2 separate regions of the Mus musculus genome follow, and region 1 is linked to region 2. The links are chromatin contacts, called in public promoter capture Hi-C maps. All regions are on one chromosome and are shown on one strand. Each heading gives the region's core, a stretch centred on a gene start, on an enhancer-like site or on the middle of the called end of the contact. The rest is flanking DNA. Distances are from core to core; before and after follow the strand shown. Region 1 overlaps Phactr4 (phosphatase and actin regulator 4). Region 2 has its middle 7.7 kb from the start of Epb41.

Region 1 (5,560 bases), core at 1,065-3,564, 340 kb after region 2:
GCAAACTTTATATGCCCCAGTACAGGGGAACGCCAGGGCCAAAAAGGGGGAGTGGGTGGGTAGGGGATTGGGGGGGTGGGTATGGGGGACCTTTGGGATAGCATTGAAAATGTAAACAAGGAAAATACCTAATTAAAAAAAAAAAGAAGTATATTTTTAGGGAGGGAAGTAATTTTATAGAAGAAATTATCTTTTTGGGTACAGGAATCTAAATTTAGGGCACTCACGTATGAAAATAAAGCAACAGAAAAATGTTTTATTTTGTTTTGCTTTTTAAAATATTTATTTATTTATTTTATGTATATGAGTACTCTGCCTTCAGACACACCAGAAGAGGACACTGGATTCCCATTACAGATGGTTGTGAGTCACCTTGTGGTTGCTGGGAACTGAACTCAGGACCTCTGGTAGAGCAGTCAGTGCTCTTAACCACTGAGCCATCTCTCCAGCCCTGCTGTTTTTTGAGACCTGGTTTCACTTAGTATCTGGCTTGCCAATTTATGGAGCTGCTCCTGTCTCTGCCTCTTGAGTTAAATTAAAGATCTCCAATACCATGTCAAGCTAAGAATTTTGACTGAATATAAATATTTACTCAACTTCTTGAGGGTCAAATCTGCCTCATCTAGCTTTGTGCCCAGGCCAGTTTCCTAACCAATCTCTCTTATGTCCTAAGCACATTCCCTGATCAGCAGTATGAATGTAAACTCTAATTGGGATCAATTATTAGCAGAGAGAACTGGGTTTAAGATGGGGTTTTGATGTAGACTACAGGGCAGGGCAGATACAGGGTCAGACATACAGCACAGATTTCTCCTGGCACAAGGTGTTTCGGGTCCAACTCTTAAGAGTTTCAGCCATGGCAGGTGGTGCCATGGGAAGGAATGTACTACTTGACTGCAAGACAAGAAAACAGTAGCTATAATGACAGTGGAATTGAGAAATTACTGTTGGGCTCAACCACTATGACAGAAAAAGAAAACAAACAGGTAAGAGAGATTAACCGTCATCTGACAGGCAGACCGGAAGGCCTCAAAGTATGCTTGGTAACCTCCAAAGTTCTCTCTTGCAGGAAGATGGCAGAAAGCTCTGAGGACCAGCCTAAGAACCAATCAACAGAGTAGCCCAGCTCCAGAGCTAGCTAGTTTACCACAGAAACTGTGGTATATGATCCTATGTATGCTGAACAATGGTATAACATCCTATGTGTGCTGTGGTATACCATCCTACGTGTGCTGTGGTATCCCATCCTATGTGCACTGTGGTATATCATACCATGTGTGCTGTGGTATACCATCCTATGTGTGCTGTGGTATACCATCCTACGTGTGCTGTGGTATCCCATCCTATGTGCACTGTGGTATCCCATCCTATGTGTGCTGTGGTATACCATCCTACGTGTGCTGTGGTATCCCATCCTATGTGCACTGTGGTATCCCATCCTATGTGCACTGTGGTATCCCATCCTATGTGTGCTGTGGTATCCCATCCTATGTGTGCTGTGGTATCCCATCCTACGTGTGCTGTGGTATCCCATCCTATGTGCACTGTGGTATCCCATCCTATGTGTGCTGTGGTATCCCATCCTATGTGTACTGTGGTATCCCATCCTATGTGTGCTAAGGTATACCAACAGAGGGGCCCTGAATGGTAAAGAATGAGATGTTAGTATGGAATCAAGAGCTCTGAGCTGATGCCTGCTGAGGCTTAGATGTGTTAAGAACCTTGTCCCCAAGGTGCTGGTATTGGGAAATTGAACCTTTACGAGCTAGGACATAATGGGGAGGGAAGAATTAGGTACTTTGAGAGAACTGTTAAGTTTTTGAGAGGGCAAGTTGTTATAAAGACCTGTGCCTGACCTTTTCCCTGCTTATGTGTGCCCCCACCACTGCCATGTCATGGGTAGTAAGGGCCTCACCAGAGGCCCTCAGTAAAAGCTGGAAAGCTTACTGGCTCACAGCACTTAGGGAAATCTCTGTCTAATCATTACTTAACCACTAAGGCAAACAAGTGCAGACTGCAGTTGGTACATAGAACAAAGAACACACTTTACAAGTTTAGTCCAAGAAAGCTACCAAGCAAGACCAAAAGAAACCCACAGCAAGGGAAGTTTATTCCAGAGCTGCCAGATCATATTACTTTAAATGGCCAGCCAGTACATATGTGCCTGTGTGTAATGTGGTGTGTATGTGTGTAAAGCCAAAGAAAAAGGGTCTAAAAAGCCAGAGAGTCAACAAATAGGAAAGTATGGCTTGTGATTAGGCAAGAAAAAGCAGTCAAAAAAGCTGAATTGAGCCAGAGGTGTTCCTCTAATCCCAACAGTCAGGAAGCAGAGGCAGTCTGACCACTGTGAGTTAAGAGGCTAACGAGATGGCTCAGCAGGTAAGAGCACTGACTGCTCTTTCAAAGGTCCTGAGTTCAAATCCCAGCAACCACATGGAGCCTCACAACCATCTGTAATGGGATCTGACGCCCTCTTCTGGTGTATCTGAAGACAGCTACAGTGTACTTATGTATAATAATAAATCTTTGGGCCTGAGCGAGTGGAGTTGACCAGAGCAAGTGGGGTGAGCAGAGATCCTAAAATTCAATTCCCAACAACCACATGAAGGCTCACAACCATCTGTACAGCTACAGTGTACTTGCATACATAAATTAAATAAATAAATCTTAAAAAATAAAAAATAAATAAGGAGGAAGAAAAGGAAATATAAAGAAATCCCTAGCTGTTAAACTTAGAAGATTTAAAATAAGCTACTAAATCTAAAGAACCAAGGGCTATCTATGTATGAAGTTCAGTGGAAAACACATTTCATAGGATTTGGTTTCTAACAGCACAAAAAAAAGTCATGTAATTTGGGGGGGGAGGGGTGTTTTCAAACCCTGGCCTTATCCTGTAGTCCAGACTGGCCTAGAACTTTGTGCCTAGTGTGGCCCAAACTCACTGCAAACCTCAGCTAAGCCCCCTGGATGCTGGGATTACAGGTGGGAGCCACCACACCAGGACAGGAGTCTCGGTGACGAGCCGTCCATGTGCACCCTTGCTGTGTGTGTCCAGGCGTCCAGGGTGGACACCCGTTGCTTTGTTCAAGCTGTCTGGAGGGGTTCAGAATCAGAGTGTTGAAAACCAAGTGGAACATACTCTCAGCATTCCAGACCACTCTCTCCCCTAGATAAACAGCTAAACATGTTTACCCTCCGTTTCATTCTTATGTTCAAAACTCCCTCGACCTAGAATAACCTTAGGGCTTGGGAGACAGTTTTTCGTCTGGTCTGAGTCTAATCACCAGAAGATATGCTGGCTAGAACAAGAAGATCCCTGAGGCTGGCTGGCCGGGCCGATAGGAGACCCCATCTCAAACAACTGTCTGTGCTGCTTCCTGTACTGTTTACCAAAACACAATCTTTTCCCCCAGTCAGAGTTCCTCTGTGTAACCCTAGTTATCCTGGAACTTAACTTACTCTGTAGGCCAGGCTAGCCTTGAACTCAGAGATCCACCAACCTCTGCCTTCTGAGTGCAGGGATTAAAGATGTGAGTCACCACTGTTTAACCCAAAACAAATTAAACTAGACATATTGGTACATGCCTTTAATCCCAAAACCCAAGAGAATCATTGTAATTTCAAGGTCAGTGAGGTCCAGGCCAACAAGGGTCATGCTATAGAGTGTGACCCCAGCCTCAAATAAAACAATACAATTGTTTAGTCCCTATCGAAATTTTATATATTTATTTTTTATTAATTAATTTTTTTTTTCTTCTTTGGTTTTTCGAGACAGAATTTCTCTGTGTAGCCCTGGCTGTCCTGGAACTCACTCTGTAGACCAGGCTGGCCTCGAACTCAGAACTCAACCATGCTCTGCCCTCTGAATGCTGGGACTGAGGGCATGTGCCACTACTGCCCAGCTCTAAATTGTATTTTCATTTGATAAATTTTATGTACATGCTTTCCTTTATGTATGTATGTATGTATGTGCATCACATGTGAGCATGCGGCCCTTAGAAGCCAGAAGAGGACATCTGATCCTTGGACTTACAGATGGTTATAAGCCCTGAAGTAGGTGCTAGGAAGTAAACCTGGATCCACTGTAAAACACACAGTGCTCTCAACTGTTGGGTAATCTCTCTAACTCCAGCTTATTTATTTGTGTGTGTGTGTCTGTCTATCTGTCTGTCTGTCTGACTGTGCACATGTGCAGGTCACAGCACGCATGTAAAAGTCAGCATGCCAGAGTTAGTTTTCTCCTTCTGCCATGTATGTGAGTTACAGGAATTAAACCCAGTTTAACCTACAGTGGTGTCTTTACTGCCTGAGCCATCTCAGCCCCAGGTCCCCATCTATTTTTTTGTTTTGTTTTGTTTTTCGAGACAGGGTTTCTCTGTATAGCCCTGGCTGTCCTGGACTTCACTTTGTAGACCAGGCTGACCTCTAACTCAGAAATCCTCCTGCCTCTGCCTCCCGAGTGCTGGGATTAAAGGCGTGCGCCACCACGCCCGGCTCCCCAAAAATAAGTGAATCTTGGGCTGGAGAGATGGCTCAGAGGTTAAGAGCACTGACTGCTCTTCCAAAGGTCCTGAGTTCAAATCCCAGCAACCACATGGTGGCTCACAACCATCCGTAACAAGATCTGACTCCCTCTTCTGGTGCATCTGAACACAGCTACAGTGTACTTAGATATAATAAATAAATACATTTTAAAAAAAAGTAAATCTTTAAAAACAGAAAGAAACAAGCAAACAAGGCATGGTCAACACTTGGAGGGGAAAAAAAGGCGAGAGATTAAGCTGGCTGTCCAATGATTGAGACTTATATTTTTGTTTTTTGGTTGTTTTTTTTTTGTTTTGTTTTGTTTTGTTTTTTTCTGTTTTTTTCGAGACAGAGTTTCTCTGTGAAGTCCTGGCTATCCTGGAACTCACTCTGTAGACCAGGCTGGCCTCGAACTCAGAAATCCGCCTGCCTCTGCCTCCCGAGTGTTGGGATTAAAGGCCTGTGCCACGACGCCCGGCCAAGACTTATATTTAGTGTGCATTTACCATCTGTCTCTTCTCCTACCCCAACTTGGAATCAGTCTGTAAGGTCTGCAACCCTCCAGAGGTGAAAATAGTTTCACTGCTCTGACCTCGGGACCTAAAGCATTAACTTTCACTCATGGCTGAATGGGTAAGAAGATGGATCTGCAAATAAAACAGGCTGACATTTGAAGAGAGGAGTGGGGAATAAGCCCTCACTACAGTACCAAAGCAAGACAGCGCTGAAGCGCATCCATTAGTGTAAAGGCTAAACTAGTTTCCAGGCTAGCACTGAGGAGGCGGAGGCAGCAGTGAAGCGGAGGGTAGCCTGGGCTATGTACAACCTCCATTTCAATCCTATCCCCCAAAGAGAAAACTAACAGAGAGAACACAGACTAATTGCACTGACTCAATTCCACTGGAATGTTATGCATTTTACTTCACAATTTAGTACAAGAGCTGAAATAGGCTGCTGTTTCTGATGTCACGTTCGTGGCGTGTACTGACAGAAAACCCAAACTGAACTGCAGGTTAAGTCTGACCAAAAGTTTTTA
Region 2 (5,398 bases), core at 167-2,666:
ATTTTGACCTGCCCCTGGAACCTCTGTGCTCAGGCACCTGTGTGTTTCCCGTTGAAGCACTGGGTGAACAACCAATGCAGTCTTGGAAAGCCTGTGGAGGGATATAGGTCACTGCCTCCGCCAGGAATTCTTAGCGTCCCTCTTGGGCCCTACCTGAGAGGCTCCGTGGGAGAGGTGACATCCTGAAGGGACAGTTCACATTTCCTCACCGCTAGTATTTTCTATCCATCTGCTCATTTTTTTTTATATCATTAAATTCTTCCAGTCAGAAATGCTTGACGCTCAGAGAGCTGATGTGACAACCACACAGTTCTGAAATAACTTCGAGGGTGACAGGCAGGGCACAGCTTTCTTCCTCTGGAGGCTGAAGGCTCAGTTTGCTGGGGCCTGTGGGCAACTGATAAACTGGGGGGGGGGGGGGGGGAAGGGACTTGTTTGTGTCAGCCTCCCTCCCCTTCTGAGAATGCCTGAGCCTCCTTATCCTGTCAGAGCCTGGGTGCTGTCCCCAGCTTCAAGTGGGCGTGAGCTGAGCGATAAAGCGCCCAGGGAATAGATGGGGTGTGGGGGGGTGACACGTGGGCGTACATATGTGGGAACATCTGTTTCTTCAACTGAACTTTATTTAGGACTTTATGGGAAGTTAACACCCCTCCCCTCAAAAACAAAGACATGGTAGCGTACCCACAATACTAACACTTCAGTTAGTATCCTAGGCCGGAGAATCTATCTGAGGCCAGCCCGGGGCACATGAAATCCTGTCTCGAAAACAAAGCAAGCAAACAAAAAGTTAATCTCTCTGAAAGAGAGAGAAAGTGAGAGAGAGAGAGAGGGAGAGAAAGAGAGAGAGAGGGAGAGAAAGAGAGAGAGGGAGAGGGAGAGAGAGAGAGGGGAGAGAAGAGAGAGAGAGAGAATGCTCAATGCTCTGCGTCTCTAGTCATAATATTTCAGGAGGCCAAGGCTTAAGAGAGCCTTCATAGTGTCTGCTATCCTATCTCAAAACAAACAAATTTTATAAAAACAAAACACAACCTAAATAAATAAATAAACAAAATTCATAACCTGCCAGGTGGGCTGGAAAGATGGCTTATTAAGTGAAGACTCCAGCTGCCAAGCCTGAGTTCCATCCCCCAGTACCTACATAGTGGAGAGAACCAACCCCCACAAGTTGACCTCTGACCCACACACAGGGGTGGGGTGGGGGTGAAAACATTTTTAAATTAAAAAACCAGATGTAGTGGTGTACACCCACGATCCTAGCACTTAGAAGGTGGAGGCAGAAGGCTCAGGAGCTCAAGGTCAGCCTTGGCTACACACTGAATTCAAGAGGAAGCTAAGAAGCCTCCGTACAGCCCTGTCTCCAAAATACACTGAACCCTACTAGTTCAACAAGCAGAAATATTGACCAATACCCTGCTAAGTCCAAGGGTAGAAAGAGGAACTCAGCCAGGCCAAAGGCATGCTGGGAAAGAGGGAACGCAATCCTGAGGCAACCAGGCAGCCCTAATCAGCCGCAGTCTGAATCCTGCCTCTGCTTCTCGCAGGAATCATAGCCTGTTTCTTCGTCAATCAGATGATGCAACGGCTCTCACACCCTGTCTCTCTTTCCCACTGGAGCCACTGGAAGAGAAAGCATTTGTATGTTACTCTCTAAGGGGGAATGTGTGTGTGGGGGGGGGCACACCCCTGCTGTGATTCACCACGGCTCCTATGAGGACCACCCTGAACTAATGTGTACTCAGAGCTGGGAAGGCAACATGGCTCCATTGGCAGCATGAAGAATGTTTTCTGGAGGAGGTAACCTTCCAGCTAGATTTTGTAGGATGAATTTACTACATAGGGTTGGAAAAGTACATTCCATATGGAGGAGGAGCCTGGGTAAAGACTCAAAGATAGGAAAATAGTAAAAATATGCGTTCCAGGAGCAAAACACACGGGCTGGCATAGCTTTCAAACCGAAGGAGCCATGAGACCAAGGTATTGAAGTTCTCGGATGCCAGGTCCAGGCACACAAAGACAGATTTGGGGATGGCTGGGGAGTGGGACCATTCATGGTATATGGGGGGTGTGGCAGTCATTCATAGAAGGAGGCTTGGTGGTGGGTATGGGGTCAATTATCTCAGAAGGACACATTGGGAACATGGGACAAATCTCTAGAATGAGTAGGTGGGAGTTGACATAAATAGAGAAAAATGTAAGTGTTCTTTGTCCCAGGTTAGGGTTGGAATGGGGGGGGGGGTGAATAAGAGAATGGGGGTGTCCCCAGACAAATTATGTTAGTGTATCTGTAACCCTGCCACCGAACGCTTAAGAATTCTGAAAGGCCCCACCGCTCTGGTTCCTCTGGTTTTGTTGCCATGTGTGGCCGCTGTCAATCCGGCCAAGAGAATCTCTGCCCAAGGAAGAGTCCTGGGTGTTGGGAGATGCCTAGCGCCTTGTCCCCTCTTCCCTTGCTTTAGAGAGGAATAAAATGGGGCGCGTGACCTGCTCGTGAACACAGGCCCTAAGCAGCCTGAGCAGGACTTGAACACACCACCTTAATTTGCTGGGGAGCGGGAAAGATTTGACCACAGTTGGGAAAGACCTGAGATGATCACCCACGCTTTAAAAAAAAAAAAAATCCAGGTAGAAGGAAAGGTGGTGTTTGGCGCCACCTAGTGTTATAGAGCTGAGGGGGCCGAGGCACTGAGTTGAGCCGTCTCAAGACGCTCCAGGGTTAGTGCCGGCCAGCATCTCATTTATAAGTAGGGGTTATGGGAAGGGGGCTTTCAGGCAATCTGTCTTGGGTTGCATAGCCAGGTCACACAACTCGCTAAGAGTCAACAAATAAAGGACATTATCCTATTCCTTAGCTCCTCCCTAAGTGCCCTTAGTGACTTTAGCTCAGTGACAGACAGCACATGCACGGTTGACAAGGAAGAGGCTTTAAGTCTGGACGTCGTCCAGCACCACAACACTAGAGACACAGCAAGAGGCGAGACGAGCTAGGCTGGACGACTGACCAGTTAGGCAAAGTCCAGACTGTAGGGTAGGCAGCTTGTTTAGGGCCCCGTTTAAGAGAAAGAAAAAAAAAGTGACCAGGTACAGGTTCTTGTAACCCCAGAATCCAGGAGGCAGAGGCAGGAGGATCACTGCAAGTTCAAAGCCAGCCTGGTCTACCCAGCAAGTTCCAGGCCAGACAGGACTATACTGAGTCTCTTTCTCAAGCAAAGACAAAGGAGAAAAAAAAAATTCAGCCAGGCATAGTGTCTCAGGCCTGTAATCTCGGCACTTGTGGATGTGGGGGTGGGAGGACTGTCATGAAGTTAAATCAGTCTAAACTACCCTCTGAACCCCTGCACTTTCTTCCCCTAAGAAAGAGAGCAATGGACACGATGGGGCACAGACCTGTTTTTTGGTTTTTGGTTTTTGGTTTTTTTTTTTTTTTTTTTTTTTTTGCACCCGGAACACTGAGACAGAAAGATCTCAAGGCCAGCCTAAGCTACTTAGTAAGATTCTATCCTAAGTGGGTGGGTGCTGAGTGATGTCATAGTCTATAGAAAGCTTGTCTGGCAAGTTTAGGACCTGAGGGGTTTTGTTAACCTTTATTTTTATTGGGCTGGAGAGATGGCTCAGTGATTAAGAGCATTTCTTCTTCTTGTGCCAGACCTGTGTCCAATTCCTGGTAACTAATGGTGATTCACAGCCATCTGTCACTACAGGTACAGGAAATCCAACCCCCTCTTCGGAATTCTGAGGGCACCACACATACATGCAAGCAAAACACTCATACGTTATAAAATAAATCAATTTTTTAAAAGAATGCCTCTAAAATTGTAAGGGTTACAAAAGATAAATATTATAAGCCCTTAACATGTGTGGCTCAGAGTACATGAGAAACAATCAGTTATTGATGCTATTGTTACTACTAAAGAAGGGCATAGATTTGAGAGAGACACTAATATCTTCCACAAGAAATCTACAGTAGGGCTGGTGAGATGGTGAGCATTGACTGTTCTTCCAAAGGTCCTAAGTTTAAATCCCATGTGGCAGTTCACAACCATCCATAATGAGATCTGATGCCCTCTTCTGGTGTGTCTGAAAACAGCTACAGTGGACTTGCATATAATAAATGGATCTTTTTTTAAAAAGTAGTCTATAACAAAATACTAAACACTAAGCCATAAAAATACTTATTTTTATTATTTTTAATTACGTGTGGGTTTGTATGTCAGGTGCCAGCAAAATCCAGAAAACAGCATGCTGTGGGATTTGGGAATCAAACCTGGGTCCTCTGCAAGAGCAGCCAGTGCTCTTAACTGCTGAGTCACAAAACCCAATGGCTATTGCTGTTGCTGCTGCTGCTGCTGCTGCTGCTGCTGCTGCTGCTGCTGCTGCTGCTGCTGCTACAAAATGGGGTTTCTCTGTGTAGCCCTGGCTGTCCTGGAACTTTCTCTGTAGACCCGGCTGGCCTTGAACTCAGAGATCTGCCTGTCTCTGTCTCTTAAGTCCTGGAATTAAAGGCATGAAGCCACTTCCGCCTAGTGGCCAAGTTTTCTTCCTAGTACCTACATAAAAACTTGGAAGGGTGTCCTAACTGTAGATATCCAGAACTGGGAAAGCAGAGACTGACAGATCCCTGGAGCACGGCCAGCCTGACCTAACCAGCAAGCCCTTGGTCCCAGGGAGAGTTCCCTGTCTCAACAAAACAAAAACAAAGCAACAACAACAACAAAACAAAAAACAAAAACAAAACAAAACCCAACAAGATGGGGCCAGTGAAGTGGTTCATGCAACCATGCCAGCCTGGGTTCAATCTATGGTACTCAGATAAAGAGGGAAGAAGAAAACCAACTTTAAGAAGTTGTCCCCTGACTTCCACATGTGTATCAGGGCACAAGCACTAATGGTAATGCATTTTAAAATAATGTTAGAGAAACAACAAGGTCTCTGGAGGAATAGCACCTGAACTTGACCTCTGACCTCTACGTGTATGCGTATACGTGCAGAAGCCAGAGGCAGTGGGTCTCCTGGAGCTGGAGTTACAGGGTTTTTTTTAATGCTGGACATAGGACTGGAGAGAAGGCTCAGCAGTTGAGAGCACTGGCTGCTCTTCCAGAGGTCCTGAGTTCAAATCCCAGCAACTATACGGTGGCTCACAGATGATTATCTGTAATGGAATCCAATTCCCTCTTCTTTTTTTTTTTAATTAGGTATTTTCTTCATTTACATTTCCAATGCTATCCCAAAAGTCCTCCATACCCTCCCCCCACTCCCCTTCTTGGCCCTGGCGTTCCCCTGTACTGAGGCATATAAAGTTTGCAAGACCAATGGGCCTCTCTTTCCAATGATGGCCAACTAGGCCATCTTCTGATACATATGCAGCTAGAGACACGAGCTCTGGGGGTACTGGTTAGTTCAT

The links. Promoter capture Hi-C pulls out the DNA fragments that hold promoters and counts their contacts.
Region 1: a contact with region 2 is called in a promoter capture Hi-C map of liver, with 2.2 times the contacts expected there. The contact joins two enhancer-like sites. A contact is called at or near these places in 6 of 39 promoter capture datasets (the C10 cell line, the HPC-7 cell line, liver and 2 more), 19 of 484 Hi-C or Micro-C datasets (B cells, CD4 T cells, the G1E-ER4 cell line and 12 more), 2 of 115 datasets of contacts at active chromatin or transcription factors (memory CD8 T cells and pro-B cells) and 2 of 9 other capture datasets (adipose tissue and liver).

Annotation. Positions count from the first base shown.
Region 1 is chr4:132,414,122-132,419,681 of GRCm38.p6, forward strand. The region is part of intron 1 of Phactr4 (phosphatase and actin regulator 4); the gene reads right to left. Among named protein-coding and RNA genes, the nearest start is that of Phactr4, 5.5 kb to the right of the region's middle. Within about 2 kb of position 2,315, at least 28 of the 459 cell types and tissues checked have an H3K27ac peak or open chromatin away from gene starts, as enhancers often do. A contact at or near this core is called in liver, where this site is marked.
Region 2 is chr4:132,077,130-132,082,527 of GRCm38.p6, forward strand. No RefSeq gene overlaps it. Among named protein-coding and RNA genes, the nearest start is that of Epb41, 7.7 kb to the left of the region's middle. RefSeq lists an enhancer at 1-2,098. Within about 2 kb of position 1,417, at least 61 of the 459 cell types and tissues checked have an H3K27ac peak or open chromatin away from gene starts, as enhancers often do. A contact at or near this core is called in liver, where this site is marked.